2 separate regions of the Mus musculus genome follow, and region 1 is linked to region 2. A link is a contact called in public Hi-C data. All regions are on one chromosome and are shown on one strand. The core of a region is the stretch at or near the end of the contact, and the rest is flanking DNA. Distances in the headings are between cores, read along the strand shown. Region 1 overlaps Nr6a1 (nuclear receptor subfamily 6, group A, member 1). Region 2 holds the start of Nr5a1 (nuclear receptor subfamily 5, group A, member 1).

Region 1 (4,757 bases), core at 1,986-4,485, 110 kb after region 2:
AGAATTCTTTGAAAAGCACTGACACAACAAAGCTGAAGAAGAGAATTTCTACTCCTTCCATTATACTTTGTTTTTGAAAATTTACATTCTATGTAGTAATTGTCAAAGTTCATCTCAGGTTGTTACAGGTTAATGTCACTAGAAGAGCCATCTAACTGTGGTAGAACAAATAAAAGCTTCAGAACTAGTTTCTGGGTCAAGTTGCATGGTCATTTGACATTGACACTGGACAATACACTAAAGCTCTAAAGCCTCATTTTCTCAAATGTATTCTTTTCAATAGTGGGCTGTGAAATCAACTCCATGGTCTGCAATTAACATATTTCATTAAGAAAGAAAGAAAGAAAGAAAGAAAGAAAGAAAGAAAGAAAGAAAGAAAGAAAGAAAGAAAGAGAGAGGGAGGGAGGGAGGGAAAGGAGAGGAAAGGAGAGGAAAGGAAAGAAGAAAGGAAGAAAAGAAAAGAAAAGAAAAGAAAAGAAAAGAAAAGAAAAGAAAAGAAAAGAAAAGAAAAGAAAAGAAAAGAAATATACTGGGTGATATTACATGATTTTTCATCTACATTTTTAAAATGTTGTTCCTGGGGCTGGAGAGATGGTTCATTACTACTTACTGCCTTTACAGAGGGCCTGAGTTTGATTCCTAGCACCCACATCAAGGGCTCAAAGCCACCTGTAATTCCTTTGGCTTCTGTGTACATCTGCATTGATGTTCATATAGCTGCATATACGTGTGCATGTACACAAACATATACATAATCTGAAAGTAATTAAAAATTTTTTAAACGAATGGAACAGATGCCAGTGACCTATTGGACCATAAGTTGTATGCTATTTTCTGTATTTGTTTTCCAAAATTTGGAAAAAGTAATGAACACTATATGTTGAGTTATGACTCAAAATAGCTAAGCACATTATTATTTAATACTGGAGAAATTCTTCATAAATCAATTTTATCTTCCCTCCAAAGTAGTTTGCCTTTAACAAACATTATATACCTGGAAGGCAACCCACATTATTTGTCATGGGCGCGCGCGTGTACACACACACACACACACACACACACACACACAATTATGGACAGAATGAAAAGGTATTTATACCTAATACTGATTTAATACTAATACTTATTAGATTGTATTAAATTCTTGGAGATAGGAATTCCTGAAGAAAATAAAAATGGGTCCGTATGGAATAGACTTCTTATCTTAGAACCAAGGTTTTATAATGCAATTTTAAAAATTATTTAGCCTGTATGTATGTATGTGAGCCACTTGTGTGTCAGGTGCCAGAGAAGGCCAGAAGAGGGCATTAGATCCTTGGAACTAGAGTTACAGGTTGTTATAAGCTACCACTTAGGTGCTGGGAATTGAAGATGGTTCTTCCGGAAGAGTAACCTGTATTCTTAACCTTTGAGCCATTTATCTCTCCAGCCCCTCATAATGAAACTTTATTACATCAATTAAAAAAAAAAGTCAATTTAATTAAATAAAGTAACTGCCTTTTTCTAAACAACATCACAACTGACAGTCCTTTATGGCAACCTGGTTTCCTAGTGGCTCAGAAAAACAGCTGGTGAACCTGAAGGACCCTAGTTTAGATAATTCATCTAAAGACTGCCAGCTAAGGCTGTGTTGCAAGTTTAAAGGCTAGGCCACAGCTTGATGGAGTCTATGCTTTTATACTACCCATCTCCAAAATCCCCTGTATGACTAAAGGGTGATCCCAAAAAGGAATAATAAGAGATTTAAAGCTACTTCCTCATATGTTCAAACACTCTAAAATCTAAAAACTCACTTCTCTGCTGTTTATTCGCTTTTCATTAGGTATAATTTAGATCTATAAAACTTCCCTCTTCCCTCCTTCCTTCCTATATACTATGCTACTATGTAGCTAAATTTGGCCTAAAACTCACAATCTTTCCTACTTCTGCCTCTCAAATGCTAGACTTACTACAGGAACACACCATTTCTGCTTCAAACACCACTTTTATAATTACCTTATCAAACTGCAAAATCAGGTCCATGGTCTGGAGAGGAAGCTGGCTAAATCAAACAATTAGTTTAGTTACAGCACAATTTATCAACAATAGGCTGGCTTAGAACTGTGGCATCAGCTGCATTATTGTATTTTAGAAAGACTAGTTCCCCCGACATGTATATAAGGTGTAAGCAACTACTCCGTGGGTCATGCCATCAAACAAAAGCAACACCTACAAAGTCTCTCTCAGTGACTAGAAGCAGCCAGACACTCAAACTGCCAGTCCTGAATTATGGCCTCTGAATGGTGAGGGCTTCACATTTCACCGATCAGGGCACAGCCCAATCAGAAGACAAACCCCTGCCCTGGCGGGGACCAGCAAATCCGCTTTCTTCCAGTGTGCACATGACTGAATGTGCTTCTGTCCATCATCTGGGTCATATATAGTTCAATGCGAGCTAAGCAGACAGGGCTGCAAGGAAACCTGGTGCGGTTCAATACCTTGTCTAGCCTGGGCTCCAGGATCTTTTTTTTTTTTTTTTTTTTAAACTGACAAACTCATTTTTCTACTGGGACAGGATGCTGTGCTGGCTGAAGTTCCATTTCTACAGCAAGAATCCTATCTGGAAGCACAGAAGTTGTCCTCTAGCCACAGCAGCTCCAACTTTTTTGTTGTTGCTGCTTTCTTCTATCACCCCCTTCCCCTTTTGACAAAGATCCAACTGTAGAAAGTCTTACGTAACAGTTCAGGACTACTTCGGTTCTTTTACCGGGTAAGCACTTTCATTTTTTTTCCAGCTAAAAACCATTTTAAAATTGCATCTGTTGAGAGGCTTTGACTAAAACCTTTTCAGTAATTTGTGTAGTGAAATGCTGTCACTGATTTTTTCGGCTCATTTCTGCACGTGCTCCTTTGTTCTCGGAACAGAAGCTTTATACGCTCCCCATAACGCAGCTGCAGAGTTATTAAGTCAGTTATTATAAGGAACACAAAGGTTGCTTTGCATTCTTTGCCTTTAGGTAATTAATTTTCTATTTGTTTTTCTTAAAACAATATTTAAATAAGGCAGAAATTAACAAAAGAATAAACTGTTAGAAAATTTAGCAAAGTTTGAAGTTTTTACCACCTTTTCTATCCGTAGTTTTGCATGGCCAAACACTTGTGCCGCCTGGGGCGTTGGGGGTAAAGGCAAGCATAGACAGAGAGGAACTAAGCCAGACATGGACAAAGGCATGAGCCAAAACCAGACAGTCCTGGCCGTTCGATAGGCCAGCAGCGGGTGAGACAGGTCAGCCAGCTGCGGAGGTGGGAGGGGGGAAAGGGGGCATGGATGTGTGAGGTGCTCATGCGTGCAATCGTGACTAGATTCTGAAACTGCCAGCCATTTTCCAAGCTATGCTTTGTATAATCTAAAGGAATGTGTGTCCCCTGAAGCAGTCTTAGCAGAGCCATGGAAAGAAAGGAGCACAAGAGACACCAGCAGCACACAGAATCAGAAAATACTGGGAACTTGAGTGGGCAAGAGGGAATGCAGTGTGTGGAAATTTTTTAGTGATCTGGAATGTGTTGAGTGACAGGAAGTGCCCCAAGCAACCCCCCCTCCACTCTTCTCAGTCTCGCCTGCTTTTGTCTAACTCTTGTAATCTACACACTACTGCTTACAAAGCTGTCTGAGTTTAAGACAAAAAGAAACATAAAAGGCTCTCTCTCCATTTCATAGTACCTGTGAGAGAGGAGAAATGTAAACGCAATCCTATCGAGATTTTCTTTTTCAGGTATATTGAAGATACTTAAAATAACTGTTTATAGATAAATGAGAATTGTAAATTATAGTACCATTTTAAACCTATAATTAAAAAAGATTAACCAATTCTGGTATAACTTAGGTGGGTTCCTAATTTGAAGGCAACTTGTTTTCTTTGATTTTTATGTTACATGTGAAGCTCGATTTTCTTTGTATAGATGTGGGCTTTGGGGAAAATATTTGAAGTAATAAGAAAGTACTTTTTAAAAAGGGCGGGGATGGTTTCCCTTTGTGGGGTGGAAAGCAGTTTAAAGGACTAGTTCCTTGAGAAAAGCAGCTGTCTCTTACTTTTGTTTATGTGCAATCAAGTAACTTTATAATATAAAAAATGCTAGAAAAAACTTTTCAGACAATATAACATTATTCTAAGTGGAAAAAAAAAAACACACACCTAATCTGGCATGTTTCCCAAAGTTCAGGAACACTTAAAAAAACCAGTTAAATAATTTAACACCTAGCCCAACTTAGGAAATGGAGAATTAAGCATGTGTCAGACGCTTCTTTCTAATGGTTTAGCTCCTACCGCAGAGTGTTACTGGGCAGCCTAGGAGTTAATCTTGCCTAGCGTGGCTCTGAGCTCTCATGCCGAGCAGACGTTATTCACATGACGATTCGAAAAGTCCATTCATGTATCTCACTACCTGGATTTGAATAGAAACCAGACAGCAATTCTTTAGTTCCAGCCACATTCGCCCCACTGGACAATAGTGATTTGTTAGCACACAGTCGCAGGCTGGGGAACACAAAGCTCAGAGCTGCAGAAAGATGCAGAATTCAGAGAACAGGAAGTTACAGGCTCCACACACTCCTGGCAGCTCTGAGATTTGAAGAGAATAAAAAAAGGAAAGAAAGAGAAAAGGGCAGCACGGAGATCCGAGATGCCATGGTTAAGGGCTACTCTAGCATTTTAACCACCTCCAGTGCCATAAAAGCTGTATTGTTAAAGTACATAAAGTCACGAGTCCTGTGTGCTCTC
Region 2 (4,676 bases), core at 1,091-3,590:
GCCGCGCGGGGCCGGGGTGGCCGCTCTATATGCGCGCGTGCGGTATCCGGGGGCGGAGGCGCGGTTCTTGTCCTCCCCACAACCTGGCCTGTGCCCTGCCCTCCCTACAGCCCCACTCGGCCTTCACCCTCACCTCCTGGCCCTCCAGTTCCAGCTCGATCCTCCGAAGCCCGCGAGTTCTAAGAGAATTGGGGACCCTGAGCACCCCCGGAATCCGGTCAGGTGCCGTGTGCGGGGAAGCTTCGGGCCTCCCCCTGCGCAGGGAGGAGGCGACCTCCCGTTTGCTAGTCCAGTTTAGGGGTGCCGAGGCCTGAACGCTGGTCGTTTGGCCGCGTGAAAGTGGTTAAGGGTGTGAGTGGGGCGGTGAGCAAGGAAAAACTGGACTTTTGAGTTAGCACTACCACATTTGCCTCTTCAGGCTGCAGGCACCCACTCCAGCCCTGTATTTTAACCCGAAGCCAGCTCTCCCAGAGTGTGGCTGAAAATGGATGTGGTGCAGTGGACAGCAAGAGTTCCGGGGGGCGAACCCCATTACCAGGAGTCTCCCTCAGGCTGCTCGCCTGGAAATGGGATGTATGGTCAATTCCACTCTACGGCATCCCAAGGTCTGGTAAGCAGCCCGAGCTCCATGGGCGCAGAGCCCGAAAAGCAAAGCCGTGGGGCTATACCCAGGCGCCCCTGTGAGCTCTGCTCTAGCTAAGGGGGAGGGGGAGAACGCGGGGGGGGGGGTGGGTGGGGAGAACTACTGGGCCTGCGGGTGAGGTGGCAGAGCAGTTGCTCTGGGCTGGAAGCGTGCACCAGACCAGATGGCTTTTCAAGTTAAGTAACTAAGGTTGAGAGATCTTTGAAGAGGCCTACTCAATCCAGCCCAGTCTCCTTAGCCACCAGGGGTGGAAGTCAGTGCCAGGGACTGGAAATGGACGCCAGAAAGCCTCAGTGGGGAAGCACAGCAGTTATGCCTTGGCAGAGACCCACCCATTCAAAACTCTGTGTGGATCCCACCCGTGGCTCGGGTTTCTGTGGGTGCTGGACTAGGGTGCTTGGACAAAGCTGTGCTTGGACCTAGCACAGCGAACCTCTCAAGTCATTCACCCGATGGGGGGAAGAACCACCGAATCTAACCGATGTGGTTGTCCAGTCCTAGCTCAGGCAAGTCACTCCCTACCGTCCTACAGAGCTGAGGAGTGAAATTGCGTGGCTGAAGTGGATGAATCGTAGAAGTAAGGAGAGCGAGCCAGATCAGGCCCTCTCCCCACACTTGGCACCTAAACCTCAGGGATAGGGGCTACACGGGCTTATGAACAAATTCCCTCCCGATAGGAACCCTCAGAAAGTGAAACTGGGGAGGGAATGGGGTTCAGTGGCAGACCACGCCCAGTGTGAGGCTCTGCCGTTCATTTCTTACATTGCAAAAACACAAACAAAACCAAAACAAAAGCCCCCAGATGAACCTAGGCTCAGAGGCCAGCAGGCAATGGGGATGAAGGAATGGAGGTTGGTTGGGATTCTGACTGGGCTCTCGAGTAGCCCACCAGGGGCATCTTGGATAATGTGGACACTCCTCTGGGCTAAATCCCTGGTAGGATGGGGGATGGGCACCAAGCTGCTCTCTACCTTTCTGCCTCTATCTCAACCCTTTCCTCCAGGGGCCCACTGAATGTCCCCCCTTCCTGTACACTCTTATAGTGACGCACAGCCCTTCATCCATCTACCCAGGGAAGCAAAAGAGACACTGGCCCCGACTTACAGTAGAAACACAGACATACACATATGGAGGCTCAGATTCCTCCATAGATGCAACTCAGACACTCAGGCAGCAAGACTCCAAGACCAGAAGACAAACCTAAGAGAACCCTCAGGACAGACACAGAACACCACACCCTCAGGAACCCCCGGCTACCTCTAAGACACCACCAACCACCCTCAGACCCTACTGGGTCTGTCGCCATAGGCCTAGCTCCTCTGTAGCACACCATAGGAAAGGTGAGGGGTATTGTAGTGGGGAAATGGATCTAGAGAGACCCCTGGCCTTTTCCCTGCCCAGATTGGTGGGCGCTGGTCATTCTGTAGAGCAGGCAGTGGCCAGTCTAGGCCGGAGCAAGGCACTGAAGAGGGAGGCTGGCCATTAGAGGCCTGGGCCCCGGCCTTCACTTACTGAACGGAAGGAGAATTCTCAGCCGGATAAGGGTGGACACTGGACACCAGGGTCCTGGTGGGGAGGCTCCCAGGCCTCAGGTAGGGCAGTGGCTAGCGGGCTCTCAGAAACTTCTTCACCCAGCAGCGGGCGGGCAGCGGCGGACTGGAAACTGGCCCTGTCCGATCGTCCTTTCCTCCTCCCCTCGTGGGTGGGGGGGCCACCGGAGGCCCAATTGGTCTCTGCCCCCACGTGACTCTGCAGGCCTTTCTCCTCCTTTGTTGGTGTTTCTCTTCATTTGGGTCTATATCTTTTTTCACTCTTCTAAAAGAAAAAAAAATATCCCTATCTTTATGGGGGCCCTGGGTGGGGGCAGAGGCCAAGGCACTGGAGAGACCTTGGCCAGCTGGCTGTCCAGGCTGATGAGGGAGCCTGAGGCAGGGACCCCATGTAGGCAGATAGGCAGCGGCTTGTTAGCGACTGGGTGGGAGTGGGACCTGATTTATGGCCTGCTCCCTTACCAGGCTGGGAGTTTCTCCCCTTGAATGGCTTCCTCCCTGGGTCCTTGCCTGGGCTGCGTGGTCCAGCTTGTCCCAGATCTGAGTGAGGAGTCAGAATGGCTAGTGTGGAGAAATGGCATGGTGGAACCCATCAGGTGGGGTTTGTGTGGCCTTTTTGGTGGCTTCTCTGGGAGCTGCAGATATGGTCCATTGGTAGCTGGGGAAACTGAGGTTGTGCCAAGACTGCTGGGCTAAGGGTGTGGCTTCAGGGACTTCAGGTAGGACTATGTGGGTACTAGGACCAGGTAGGAAAGAAGGGTTTTTGTTTGTTTGTTTGTTTGTTTGTTTTGTTTTGTTTTGTTTTGTTTTGTTTTGTTTTTTGTCTAGATGGCCAGGCATCCCTGCTTAGCCAGTTCCAGAACTGGCCTAGCCCTATTGGATCCTGATGGCTGAGCCCTTCATGGTCCCCCATCCCACACCTCTCAAGTAACCCTGTGCATTCCTTCCTTCTACATCTATATAAGTGAGCTTTGTGAGCCAAGCACTGTTCTAGGCACTAGGGGACACCGTGATATGATGAGGACCAGGGACCCTCTGTCACAAGAGAATTTGCAACCATTTGTTCTGAGGAGTGGTTCAGGGGCATGAGTCCACAAAGTAGGGACCCCTGCTGGGAACCCCCACTTCCCTTGAAGAGACAGGCAAGTCAGGCAAAGCTTCTCATTTCTGAAGCGCTGGATGATAGGGCCTTTTCTGGATGATAGGGCCTTTTCTGGATGATAGGGCCTTTTCTGGATGATAGGGCCTTTTCTGGATGATAGGGCCTTTTCTGGATGATAGGGCCTTTTCTGGATGATAGGGCCTTTTCTGGATGATAGGGCCTTTTCTGGATTACTGAGCCAATTAGATTTGGGTTCAGAGTGTCTTCTCCTCATGTTACCACTTAGGGTTTTTGTTGTTTAGCTTTGAGACAGTGTCTCATTATGTAGCTTGGGCTGGTCTCTGACTTTCCAGCTACTCCCTTGTGAGGGCTGGGATTATAAGCATGCCCCATTGCAGCCTGCTTCAAGTTAAAAAAAAATACTGAGTTCCTATTAATGATACTCTGTTATGCTTGCAGACAGGAGCCTAGAGTAACTCCACCTAAGAGGCTCCACCCAGCAACTGGCTGAAATAGATGCAAAATAGACCCACAGCCAAACATTGGAGGGAGCCCAGGGAGTCGTGTGTGTGTGTGTGTGTGTGTGTGTAGGATTGAGGGCTCTGAAGGGGATAGGAACTCCATAGGAAGATCAACAGAGTCAAGTATCCTGGACCCTTGGGGCTCTCAGAGACTCAGCCACCAACCAAAGAGCAAGCATTGACTGGACCTAGGCCTTCCCTACATATGTAGCAGATGTACAGCTTGGTCTTCATGAGGTCCTCCAACTGGAGTGGGTGCTGTCCCTGACTCTGCTGCTGGCCAGTGTATACTGTTCCCCTAACTTGACTGTCTTGTATGGCCTCAGTGGGAGAGGATGTACCAGGCTGGGTTGGTACAGAGAAGAGAGGTACCCCTTCTTGGAGGAGAATGGGAGGGGGATGGGGTGGAGGGGTTATGCAAGAGGCAGGGCTGGTGGGGGGCTTCAATAAAAATAAAAAAAAATAGTGAGTTCCACAGTGATTTTACTACTGTTCGACATAATATTTGAGTAAGTTAAACTTGCTCATTTGAATTATATCTATACCATTGCACGCAACGTTCCTCAACACTCTGGCTTCGGTCAAGCCTCTTTAACCTAGAAAGTCATAGTTTTCTTGTATAGAGCTAGGATTTAACCCCTTTGTTTTGTTTTTATTATTTCTCGGTCCCCCACTTCATTATTTTTGTTTAATTTAAACATTTTTTTCTGAGTTTTAAATTTTTTGTTGGAGATAAACCATCACTCTGTAGTCCAGGCTAGCCTCTGATTGGTGGCAATTCTCCTGCATCAGCCTGGAGTGCTGGAATTGCAGGTGTAAGCTGCCATGCCTGACTCTATTCTCTGGCTGTCATGTACAGG

Evidence for each region. Hi-C and Micro-C count contacts between places; a contact is called where the count stands out from the background.
Region 1: a contact with region 2 is called in a Hi-C map of nephron progenitors, with 2.3 times the contacts expected there. The contact joins the enhancer-like site here to the promoter of Nr5a1 in region 2. A contact is called at or near these places in 1 of 39 promoter capture datasets (the SN4741 cell line), 1 of 484 Hi-C or Micro-C datasets (nephron progenitors) and 1 of 115 datasets of contacts at active chromatin or transcription factors (embryonic stem cells).

The regions. Positions count from the first base shown.
Region 1 is chr2:38,820,821-38,825,577 of GRCm38.p6, forward strand. All of the region lies in intron 3 of Nr6a1 (nuclear receptor subfamily 6, group A, member 1), which reads right to left. It overlaps Nr6a1os (a long non-coding RNA gene), which reads left to right. Exons shown (of 7, transcript XR_866167.2): 1 at 1-2,749. Among named protein-coding and RNA genes, the nearest start is that of Nr6a1os, 7.2 kb to the left of the region's middle. Within about 2 kb of position 3,236, at least 311 of the 459 cell types and tissues checked have an H3K27ac peak or open chromatin away from gene starts, as enhancers often do. A contact at or near this core is called in embryonic stem cells and nephron progenitors, where this site is marked.
Region 2 is chr2:38,712,202-38,716,877 of GRCm38.p6, forward strand. It overlaps Nr5a1 (nuclear receptor subfamily 5, group A, member 1), which reads right to left and starts at 2,341. Exons shown (of 7, transcript NM_139051.3): 1 at 2,156-2,341. RefSeq lists promoters at 1-4,189, 2,168-2,398, 2,222-2,896, 2,305-2,524, a cis regulatory region at 2,383-2,391 and an enhancer at 2,473-2,492.